Regions from separate parts of the Triticum aestivum genome. Here region 1 is linked to region 2. Evidence: chromatin contacts called from public Hi-C data. All regions are on one chromosome and are shown on one strand. The core of a region is the stretch at or near the end of the contact, and the rest is flanking DNA. Distances in the headings are between cores, read along the strand shown. Region 1 has its middle 160 kb from the start of LOC123095217. Region 2 holds the start of LOC123095216 (neurogenic locus Notch protein).

Region 1 (4,966 bases), core at 2,420-4,919, 170 kb before region 2:
ACCTGGGGTTATGATCCTCTGCACGTCGTCACTTTTGACGACACACAGAGTCTCAGGGGCTACTATTTATATAGGGCGCATTTTATATGCGGCTCTACCAAAAGGTACACCTTTTTACGTACCTCAAAGCCTGTTAGTAAACTCCTGCTAGCCTCGTACAGTATGCTTTCCACGGATGAAATCCTTCTAATCACCGTGTTCATCAACATACGGTGTTCTTCTGAGATGGACGCCCTCCTGAGCAGATCCTTCAGCCCCTTCGACCGCGCACCAGAGGGTGCCGGACTAGCCTGACGGCCTTTTTCAGGGTCCGGACTTGGAAAATCCCTCCGAGACAACACCTCGGGGTCGCCTGCCCCGTGAGACGGTGCAACAAGGGGAGGCGTTTCGCTCTCTATCATCTCCGGACAAAGATCCCCTGAAGATGAGCTCTGCTGAGAAGGGTTGAGATCCGAACTACAAGGTAATATTTCGGTTATCTCCCTCGGGAATAAAACAGGAATGTCATTTATTTTGGAACCCCTCTCTTCACTTACAGCTCGGGGGAGAGCGGATCCCCTTGAGGGCGCAATGCGGCCGGGGCATTCTCCGGCGCCCAACCCTCTGGCAAAGATTTCTTCCCCCGTTTTGAGGCCATCCCCTCCGGGTCTTCAGAGGTAGTCCTTTTCTTTCCCTGGTCGGGGGAATTTTCAATTCCTCCCTTCCTAACAGCCTCCTTCACGGAATCGGTAGCTCCTTGGTTCCCCCCTTCGCCTTCTTCCAAAAGCACGACCTCCAGCATCCAGGTTAACACGGGATCCGGCGCGGTCTCAGGCAGGGGGGCTGGACACCTGATAAGCTTTGCCTTCGCTATTCACTCCTGTTCAAAGGACAGCTCTATTAAGGGTAATTTTATGATGAAAATACGGATGGCGTGTCCAGATACGGGGCTACTTACTCGAGCATCCGGGCAATTGCAGCTCAGACCTGCGTCCTTGGACAAATCCGGACACCTTGCTTGTGATCCAAAGAACAATTTGTACATCTCCACGGGCGTCGTGCCCATAAAGTGTTGGAGGACTCGCGATCCCTCCGCATTAAATTCCCATAGGCGGAGAGGGCGACATTTGTAGGGCAGCGTGCGGCGAATCATCATAACTTGCGCCACTACGGTCAAGTTGATATCTCTTTCTAGAAGATCTCGAACGCAGTCCTGCAGCAAAGGCACGTCTTTGGACGGCCCCCAGATAAGCCCTTCATTAACCCATGACGCTAGTCGTGGTGGGGGACCCAAGCGAAAAGCAGGTGGCGCCACCCATGTCGTGCCCGCAAGTTGGTCACCAAAACATACATCAAGTGGCACGTGAAATCCCATTGTCACCACAGATAAGCACGGCAAGACATACATCAAGTGTTCTCAAATAAAGACTCAATCCGATAAGATAACTTCAAGAGGGAAACTCAATTCATCACAAGAGAGTAGAGGGGGTAGAAACATCATAAGATCCAACTATAATAGCAAAGCTCGGGATACATCAAGATCGTGCCATAGAGGGAACACGAGAGAGAACTCGAGAGAGAGAGAGAGAGTTTTTAACGAGACAATATAAATACAAGTGCGGACGTATGTCATATGGTTTCTCCTTTTCTTTTTCCCACTGGGTTTTTAAAGGAGTTTTCGGTGGCATATCATTATAATGTTTCTCCTCAAATTTTTTCCACAGGGTTTTTAGGAGAAATTTTTGGATTGCAATATACAGATGACGAATTGATCAAGTGGGAATGTTAAGAAATATATTATGTGATCAATTGTACGGGAGGGATGCCTTCCAGGAGGTGTCTGTTGAGGAAGAGGTGTCTGCCCAACACACCCCTTCAGGCTGTATATAAGTGGGTCTCCTACATTACAATAGACTAAGAGAATCATTTGTGTCTTTTCTTTGTCTTTTCTACTTTGATACTACAACAGATCGATCGACATTCTTGGACGAGTACTTCACCTCGAGCAACCATGCAAGGCATCCACACGCGAAGACGTTGCGTTTGCATGGCGGTTTATGTCAACCACTGCATACAGCCGCGCGCACCGATCCACGGCTGCTGATCGAAGGCGTCGCTGGCATGTTGACGGCCGGAAGCATACAAATGCACGTCCTGGGCCTGCTGATTAATTCTGTGCCGATATCTTTATCGACAGCCATATGAGCCATGAATGAAATCCCAGCTTCGCGCTGTTCACTACGAACGCCTGGCCTGTCTCCGCGCGTCAGTACTGCTCGATCGTGCATTTCACTGCCTCGTCGATCATCTTTTACGTGGAGTGAGTGTGGTCCTAGAACAAAAAAAGGCTGCTGGTAGGAAGAAGATCATCTCGGTTTAGGTGTGTGCTTTGTAGTGGTTGCATTCAAGAGGGATAAGCAGAGCATGCATTCATTGATTGGACCGACCGGGCTCTCAAACCAGCCAGACATGCATGCACCAGCAAGCTAGCATGCAGGTCGAGCAGCTGTAGCGGCAGCCAACCAGCCACAGTGGAGTACGTACGCACGCACGTACGTAATGCGGACACGCCACCATATATAGCATTCTGCAGCCTATCCTGCTCTCCGCGGACGTACACCACGTACATGCACATGCCCAGTCGGTCGATCCAACGCCCTAGCTAGCGCCAGCACTGTTGGACCGGGACGGATCGACCTGGGAGATGCATCGATGGAGAGAGTTCGCTGGGCGCAGTGGCGTGTCTAGCTTAATTCTGCGCACGCATTTGCATGGGGTGCACTGCGCATGACTGAACAGCTCCTGGCCTCACACAGTGGCGCTCGTACGTACGTACTTACGTGGATGGATGGATTGATCGTCGGTGCCGGTGCGTGTGGCCGCAACCGCCCGGGCCGGACGGCCGAAACGTGGTGTCGTGTCACGTCCGTCCGGCCGAGGCGACCCGTGCGCGCACATGCACGTACACGGACTGTTGCTGGGGGGCTTACGGAGTTGATGCTTTGCCAAACTGCCGTTGGGTGGCCTCGAATAGGTTTCGCACTGTGTGAGTAACAAGAACCTAGCCTCTCTAGGTCCGTCCTCCTCCCCGCACTGTGCCTGAGTTGATGCATGCGAGGCACGAGCCGACGGACGGCACGTACCGCTCCATCACAAGCCCGTTTTCCGCATGGGATCTCCATGTCCTGCTCGAAAAAATTTGCGCACCGGATTTCGGAACGGAGTGTTGGCGTCGTGTACGTAGGTATACGTAGGGTGGGACTGGGAAGTGGTAGCACGTACGTACGTCTTTGCAAACAGAGCTACTCCTAGCAGGTAGGCTGGCATGGACATTGGACTCGTATCGTGCCGTGCGATGTTTTGACTCCGAGTTAAAACACTCGCTCTGCAACGTACCGCGTACACCATGTGCGAACGAACGAAACGCACCCGTACCCGTACCCGTACTGTACGTGCTTCGTGGGGAGCGGCGGCAGGGTCTGAGCGGTGGGGCCCAACCTCGGGCGTACATGCGCGTGCTGGGGCGCAGAGGTTCGTCCCTGTCGGGTTGGCGAGTCGTCGTCGGGCGCGGGCAGAGGCAGGCGGGGCAGGCGACCTTTCCCTCCGCTCGTGCGCCCATGCCGAAGTGACCGAAATGACCCCGACGCACGCACCGCGGGCCCCACGTGTCGGGGACAGACCATTCCCTTCCCGCAGACACGGCGTGAATGTAATGGACCCGTGTGCCCACTCGGCCGGGCCTCGTAAGGGCTGACCCCTGGGCTCGGGCGCCCGCGGGCCTTCAAAAACCTGTTGCGACGAGTGGGCCAGGTCAACGGTCAGCAAGGGAGGGAAGAAAAAAAGTAATGCAAGAGCCAACGGTGAGCGGACACGTGTGCTCCTACACCCGGTCCTCGATGAGCCTACAGTGTGGGGCCGCGAGGAAAGAGACGGTAGCCGGTGGACGCCCACCTCATGGAATTGTTATCATTATTTGACCGGTCCACGGCCGGGGCTCGTCTCGCTCGTGCCGGTGCACCCTTTTTCTTCCCTTCCACAGCTGGGTGATGGCTTGATTCGCTGCAAACAGTGGCACTCAGCCTCTGTTTACCTCCATGCTTGTCTCACACGCTCACAAAGTCACAAGACCGTCCAAACAAGATCCAGAAACATGCACAAAAGATGCAATAGATTAATTGGAGCCTCGGACACAAGTCTCCAAACACCAGTGCAGTATCACTGTGCGCCTGCTCCCTTCCAAAGGCATGCATGCTTAAATGGAGTACTTCTGACATGATTACAGGATCGTCTTGGGCTTATGGCAACTACTAGTAGTATGGACCTTTGTGTACATTTGTGAGCTGTGAGACTGTGCTGTGTACTAGTAGCGGTGGTCATCAGGAAACAATCTACTCCATCTCCATGGCCGGAGGGTGGTCCAGGCCGGTGACAGAGGTCCCGTGTGGGTTTGCACGTGTGGCAGTGGCCGGCGCATCCGCTTTTTCTTCACGAGAACGTATACCGATCCATGGCTCAAACCCTCTCTCCGCCTTTTCTCTCGCGGCGCGGATATCGATTGCTCCTTTTGCTGGTACGACCGCACTGCGTGCAGCACCGCACTGCTAGTCCTGACTCCAGTCTCTGTGCATGTGTACTACTCGTACGAAAGACGGGGCGTGGATTTTTCACCGCAAGATCCACGCACGAATGATCTGTAGGCCGCGGACACACGGCCGAACATGTGGATTCCAGTGGCCGATGCGTTGCCGATGTCATGGTGATTTCGGGTCGATTGACCCCGAATCGGAAATGTACAAATGCGACGGGGATGTAGTAGATAAATTATGCGTCGGCGTTGGAGTCAGTGGAGAAGGGGCGGAGAAGAGAAGACGACCACAGAACAGCAGAAGTGACAGGTTTTGGCCCTAGTCAATGCATTGCCTCTGAAGTCCACGAGCGCAAGAAAACAAACCCTGATCCATGGCCTCTGATATTTGGTTACAATTGT
Region 2 (4,986 bases), core at 1,212-3,711:
GAGCCCCCCGGGCTTTGTATCTGCTACTGTACCCCCTTAATAAAGCCCGGGTGTTTTCCCTAAAAACAAAATCTAAAAGAAGTACTATGTAGCTTTTTTATGATAAAAATATCAAACTCCTTTTGCTTTGCTCTATTTATAGCGCGTAGGATTCTGCCATTGAGGAAATCGACATCAGAAATAAGAACATGAAAAGTTTCAGCCAACCAACGATCAAATAGACAATCGGTTTATTTAATATTATAAAATTATTCACAGAGACAGTTTATTCCATTTTCACACTACAACATCAATTCTCGCACCATAGAAGAATTAACAAGTGCAAAAGTATACTGCAGCAGCGACATACACCCAACAAAGTACATCTCTAACGGGCTAAAAGCTCTACCCTGTCCGTGAACAAATACTCCATCTAGTGTTATACCGTGGTATAAAACCATCCTCTGTTCATGTCGCCTGACCCATGGCCAGTGAGGCCAATATCAGCAGAGGAAGCAGAATTTGCCGCAAAACAGATCCTGCAAATGTTATAACAAAGGCGATGACAGTAAATTAACCCGTATATACAAGCGATGCAGATGTCGAGACATATCTGAAGCAAGACTTTATACCTGGAACAGGTGCATTGCAATTGTTTGAAACACTTGCAGAGCCAGCTGGTGGTGCTGTAGAACTGGAGTTTGTGGATGGTACGATCCCGATGGCTGCGCAATCCGCTCCGTAAGAACCTGAATGATGCAGGAGTTAGATGTGAGATGCGTGGTTTTGCTGTACACATGGGAAGTTGCTTGTGTCCATATGATCTTACAGTCTTGAAAACAAGGCATTGTGGTCATGTTCAGAACATTGCTGAAGCCCTCCTTGCACTCGCAGTGGTAGCTGAGCCCGGTGGCGTTCTTGCATGTGCCCCCGGAACCACAGTAAGCTAAGTCACAAGCTGTAAATAGGATTGTACACAGAGATTAATCAACATGACTACGGATTAAATGAAAACAACATGATCACAAAATGTACAAATGGGAAAACAAGAAGTGGTACGGTTTGCTGAGACGGAGACATTTTTGGGTGAAGGCGCCGGTGTTGGGGCTGAAGTGTCGTTAGAACATGTGTGATCAATGGTACCTGCAGGGATATTCTTTTGTTGGTTATGTGGGATGATATAAGCAATGTCTGTTATATTTTCTGCACAGATAATATTGATTAATTTCTGTGCATTGGATTAGTATACACAAGTGTTCCTTCAGGTGTAGGAAGAAACACACTGACAAACAAGAACTCTGAAGAGAGCACTTTTGATTGAAAAGAAAAATCTGAAGATGACATGAAGGCAGAAGCATTTAAAAAGTAACCTGTCCCTATTCTGACTGATAGAGATGCGTGTTAAAAATTAAGGCCCATGCCTGTTTCAACAATAGAGACAGCAAACAGAATTGAGAAACTGTGATTACTACGCGTTTGGGTGGACCAATGAGATTTATGTACATGTGGACTTTCAGTGCCTAAAATCGACTTTATTCAGACTGAAAAGGGGACATCCTTTTTGAGTACAAAATGGACTTCGTGACTCTGCAAGTCCACATCACCATGTATTCGAGATGCATATAAATCATGGGGAGTTCTGGCGCAGTTCAGACTGCTGAACTATTCTATTTTTCTGAGAACTAATCTTACAACAAAACGATGATATGTCTTCATCAGAAGCTAATCGTGGGTCAGAATTACCCATCCTCTGCAAGATGGCCTGTAACCACTGACCATTTGCACACCAAACTCACACGACTACAGAGAAGTTGCTGACAGATTAGGCATCCCGAGACGTAGGTGGTATGCAGTTATGGACCGTCACCAGTACAACAAACAATTCCGGCATATCTGGGCTGGCCTGCCTGCCCATTGATGAAGGAAGAGAAAGGAGGTACGCAAGAAGGAGCGCGCACTTACAGTTGGGGATGACGCAGGGCAGGAACCTGAGGCTGTCGCCGACGTGCATCTGCTTCCACCCGGGCTCGCAGTCGCACCTGTACCCCGGCAGCCCCGTCGTCACCGTGCAGTTCCCCTTCCCGCACGCCACCGTCTTGCACAGCGATCCTGCTCGCATCAATCAACCCTCAGGCCAAGCTCGTAATTAACACCGCCGGCGGCGTTGGGAGGGGCGGGGGGAGAAGTGCGCGAGGAGACGTACCCATGACGGGGGCGAGGAGGGGGCTGAGAGGGGAGAAGAAGTCGGCGGCGGCAGGTCTGGCGGTGATGGCCAGGAGGAGGAGGAGGACCAGCGCGGCGCCGCCGGCGAGTCGTCTCATCTTGGGTTCTTGGGTTCTCTGTCGATTCCAGCCGCAAGTAGCCCACTAGTACTGCTTTGCTGCTGCCCGTTGGTGTTTGTTTCCGGTCTCTGCGCTCCCGTGTGTGTGTGGGCGGTTGTTATGATGGAGCTTAAAGAGGCGGATGGATGTGTACAGTTAGTTGGTAGGGAGATGAGGAGGTTTTATGGGGGCTTCCAACATTGACTTGGCAGCGAGGAGCCGAGCAAAGTCAAGGTGGGTTCCGTTCCAGATGGCGCTCCCGGATACTTTTCAAATCTATCTTCTTGTGTTTTTCACAAACTATTATCGAAATTAGTGACTATAGCTCGATGGATATAGAAATAATTTTGTTATTTTCCAAAAAAGAGAGGCTACGAGAGTAGTATCTCCAAGGAGGACCCTCAAACCACCAGCATATATTCGCGCAAGATCATCTCCTCCTCGGGGCCACGTGGGATGAACTCGTGGTCGACGGATCTGAAGGTGAAGGACTCGTATCCGTTGCCCGCCATGCCAGAGACGGCCGGAAGAAGCCGGAGACGAGTTTAGGTGGCGGAGGAAAGGGGAGTGAAGTGGCTAGTGTTTGGTCTGGCGAGCGGATGGAGAGGAATTTATGTGGGATCGAGTGGGCCAGCGTGGGCCAGGTCCGATGTGGCGGGTGCGTCCGTGCGCCCCAATATCCGCCCCATATTTGGGCTGGATATGAGGGATGCCGGTTAGCCCAGACGTTTGAGGGTCGTTTGAGAGGGGCGTCTGGGTAAAAAAAAATATGACCGGACAGTGACCGGACGGCCCGCCCGTGCGTATGAGGCGCGTTTGAGGCGCCCGGCTGCAGAAGCTCCAATAGCACCACAGACTCGGGGGCTTGCACGGGATGTGATGATTTAGTCCAACAACTTGAAAAACTCCACCCCACCACCCAGAAACTTGTAGGACGCGTTTGGTTGCCCGCATTTAGCCCAACCAGGGCCGCTGGATGCATCTTTTTTTGTTGTTGGCGTGTTTCGTTCTACACAAACACTGTTGGCTTGCTTCGCACGGTTCTTAAAACATTTTTGGGTCTGCATCACTGGAAATGCTCAGATCGACAGTTTCCGGCGAGCCAGGCTCGAGCGATTCTCTCAAGCCCACGTGGGTGGCTGCATGCGTGTACATAAGGTACTTTCTTCTAAGCACCTCTCTGGTCTCCTTTATCGCTTCTACGCAATCGTGCTCTGGTTCGCGATAAGTTGTACATGAAAAATATGCGCCTAGATGTTATGGTTTCATTTAGGCGATTGGATCATAGTTTCGTTCACTCTATATGCTGAATTTCGTATTCATATTTGAAGCTTTTTTGGACGAATTTTGACAAATTCGTGAGACACGGTCGATCATTTGGAGTTTCTTTGAGGAGTAGTTTCACCTCGCTGTTTGATACGACTTTCGTATTGCATGCGCCGTCATCGAATGAGCACAGGGACAACCCACGACAGCGGCTGCAAGCTTCGAGGCTGGTCATCCATGGCGCTCCTGGTTAACACGGGCACACGCACGTGGAAAAGAAGAAAGGGGGTCAAGGGGAGCGCAGGAGACCTTGGTAGGCTGGTGCTGGTGCTGGTGCTGATTGGTCCGATGACAGAGAGGAGCACATGCTCGGCCGTGCTCGAGCACTACTCCATGGTCGGCGCACACCGTGTAGCTTGGTAGTCCCCTGGCGCAGCAGCGGGGAGGCTCCGGCATGAGCATCTCTAACTATTATGCATGTATGCAACCAAACACCGAGTGAATATTGCTTCGCAATGACAAAACCCCTTATGTCCATATCTATGACCACCAAGACGCCTCCAACGCGCGCGCACACACAGAGAAAGGGGAAGCAGGAGGAGAGAGTTCACAGGTTGGTCGTGAGCCATGGTAAATTACAAAGTAGTACTAGGAGTACTAGTGGTCGTCACTCGTCACCAGTTAAATATCACAAGATTGCGTAGATATGCATACTTAACAGCAGGAAGTGCTGCACCATTCATTCGTCAGAGAAGAACACTAGCACTTCGGATTCATTCTGATTAACATTCACAAATCGCAGGCAACAAGGAACATAAAGAACCAGATTGCGTTACATCCAAACCAGATCCACTAAAGGACTCGCGAATTCACAAGGCAGATGATTTGATGTCGGAGGGGGAAAATCACCACTCGGTCAGACTATTGCCACACTGACAAATCAAAGACAGCAAGCATGAACCAGATTGATAGCATTCCATTCCAACCAGAACCACCATCGATACAAGCACCAACAAGAACATTGGCCAAGAAGAACTAATCTAGTACCATCCTAAATCACCATCACTGCGCCACACTACTCATCAGATCTCTGGCGCTCTAGAACTCCTGGGACTGTGAGACGGACCCGCCGGTGCCGGCGCCCTTGCCGTCGGGCTTCTTGGGGAGCAGCACGAAGTGGATGTTGGGCAAGACGCCGCCGGCAGCGATGGTGACACCGCCGAGCAAGCGGCTGAGCTCCTCGTCGTTGGGGACGGCGAGCTGGATGTGGCGCGGCGAGATCGTGGTCTTCTTGTTGTCACGCGCCGCGTTGCTGGCCAGCTCCAGGGCCTTTAAGTGGGCACCGTGGGCTTCCCGTGTCCACTTGCAGCCTGCGAGTTACCCGAGCACACGACGCAGAGGTAGACGGGGGCGCCCGCGC

The links. Hi-C and Micro-C count contacts between places; a contact is called where the count stands out from the background.
Region 1: a Hi-C map of leaf shows a contact between it and region 2, with 2.3 times the contacts expected there. The contact joins the enhancer-like site here to the promoter of LOC123095216 in region 2. A contact is called at or near these places in 2 of 5 Hi-C or Micro-C datasets (leaf and root).

Annotation. Positions count from the first base shown.
Region 1 is chr4B:558,621,379-558,626,344 of IWGSC CS RefSeq v2.1, reverse strand. No RefSeq gene overlaps it. Among protein-coding and RNA genes, the nearest start is that of LOC123095217, 160 kb to the right of the region's middle. Within about 2 kb of position 3,669, at least 7 of the 8 cell types and tissues checked have an H3K27ac peak or open chromatin away from gene starts, as enhancers often do. A contact at or near this core is called in leaf and root, where this site is marked.
Region 2 is chr4B:558,453,418-558,458,403 of IWGSC CS RefSeq v2.1, reverse strand. LOC123095216 (neurogenic locus Notch protein) reads right to left here and starts at 2,461. Exons shown (of 6, transcript XM_044517014.1): 1 at 2,183-2,461; 2 at 1,942-2,088; 3 at 1,039-1,122; 4 at 809-937; 5 at 612-728; 6 at 219-518. The coding sequence starts at 2,300. The coding sequence ends at 448.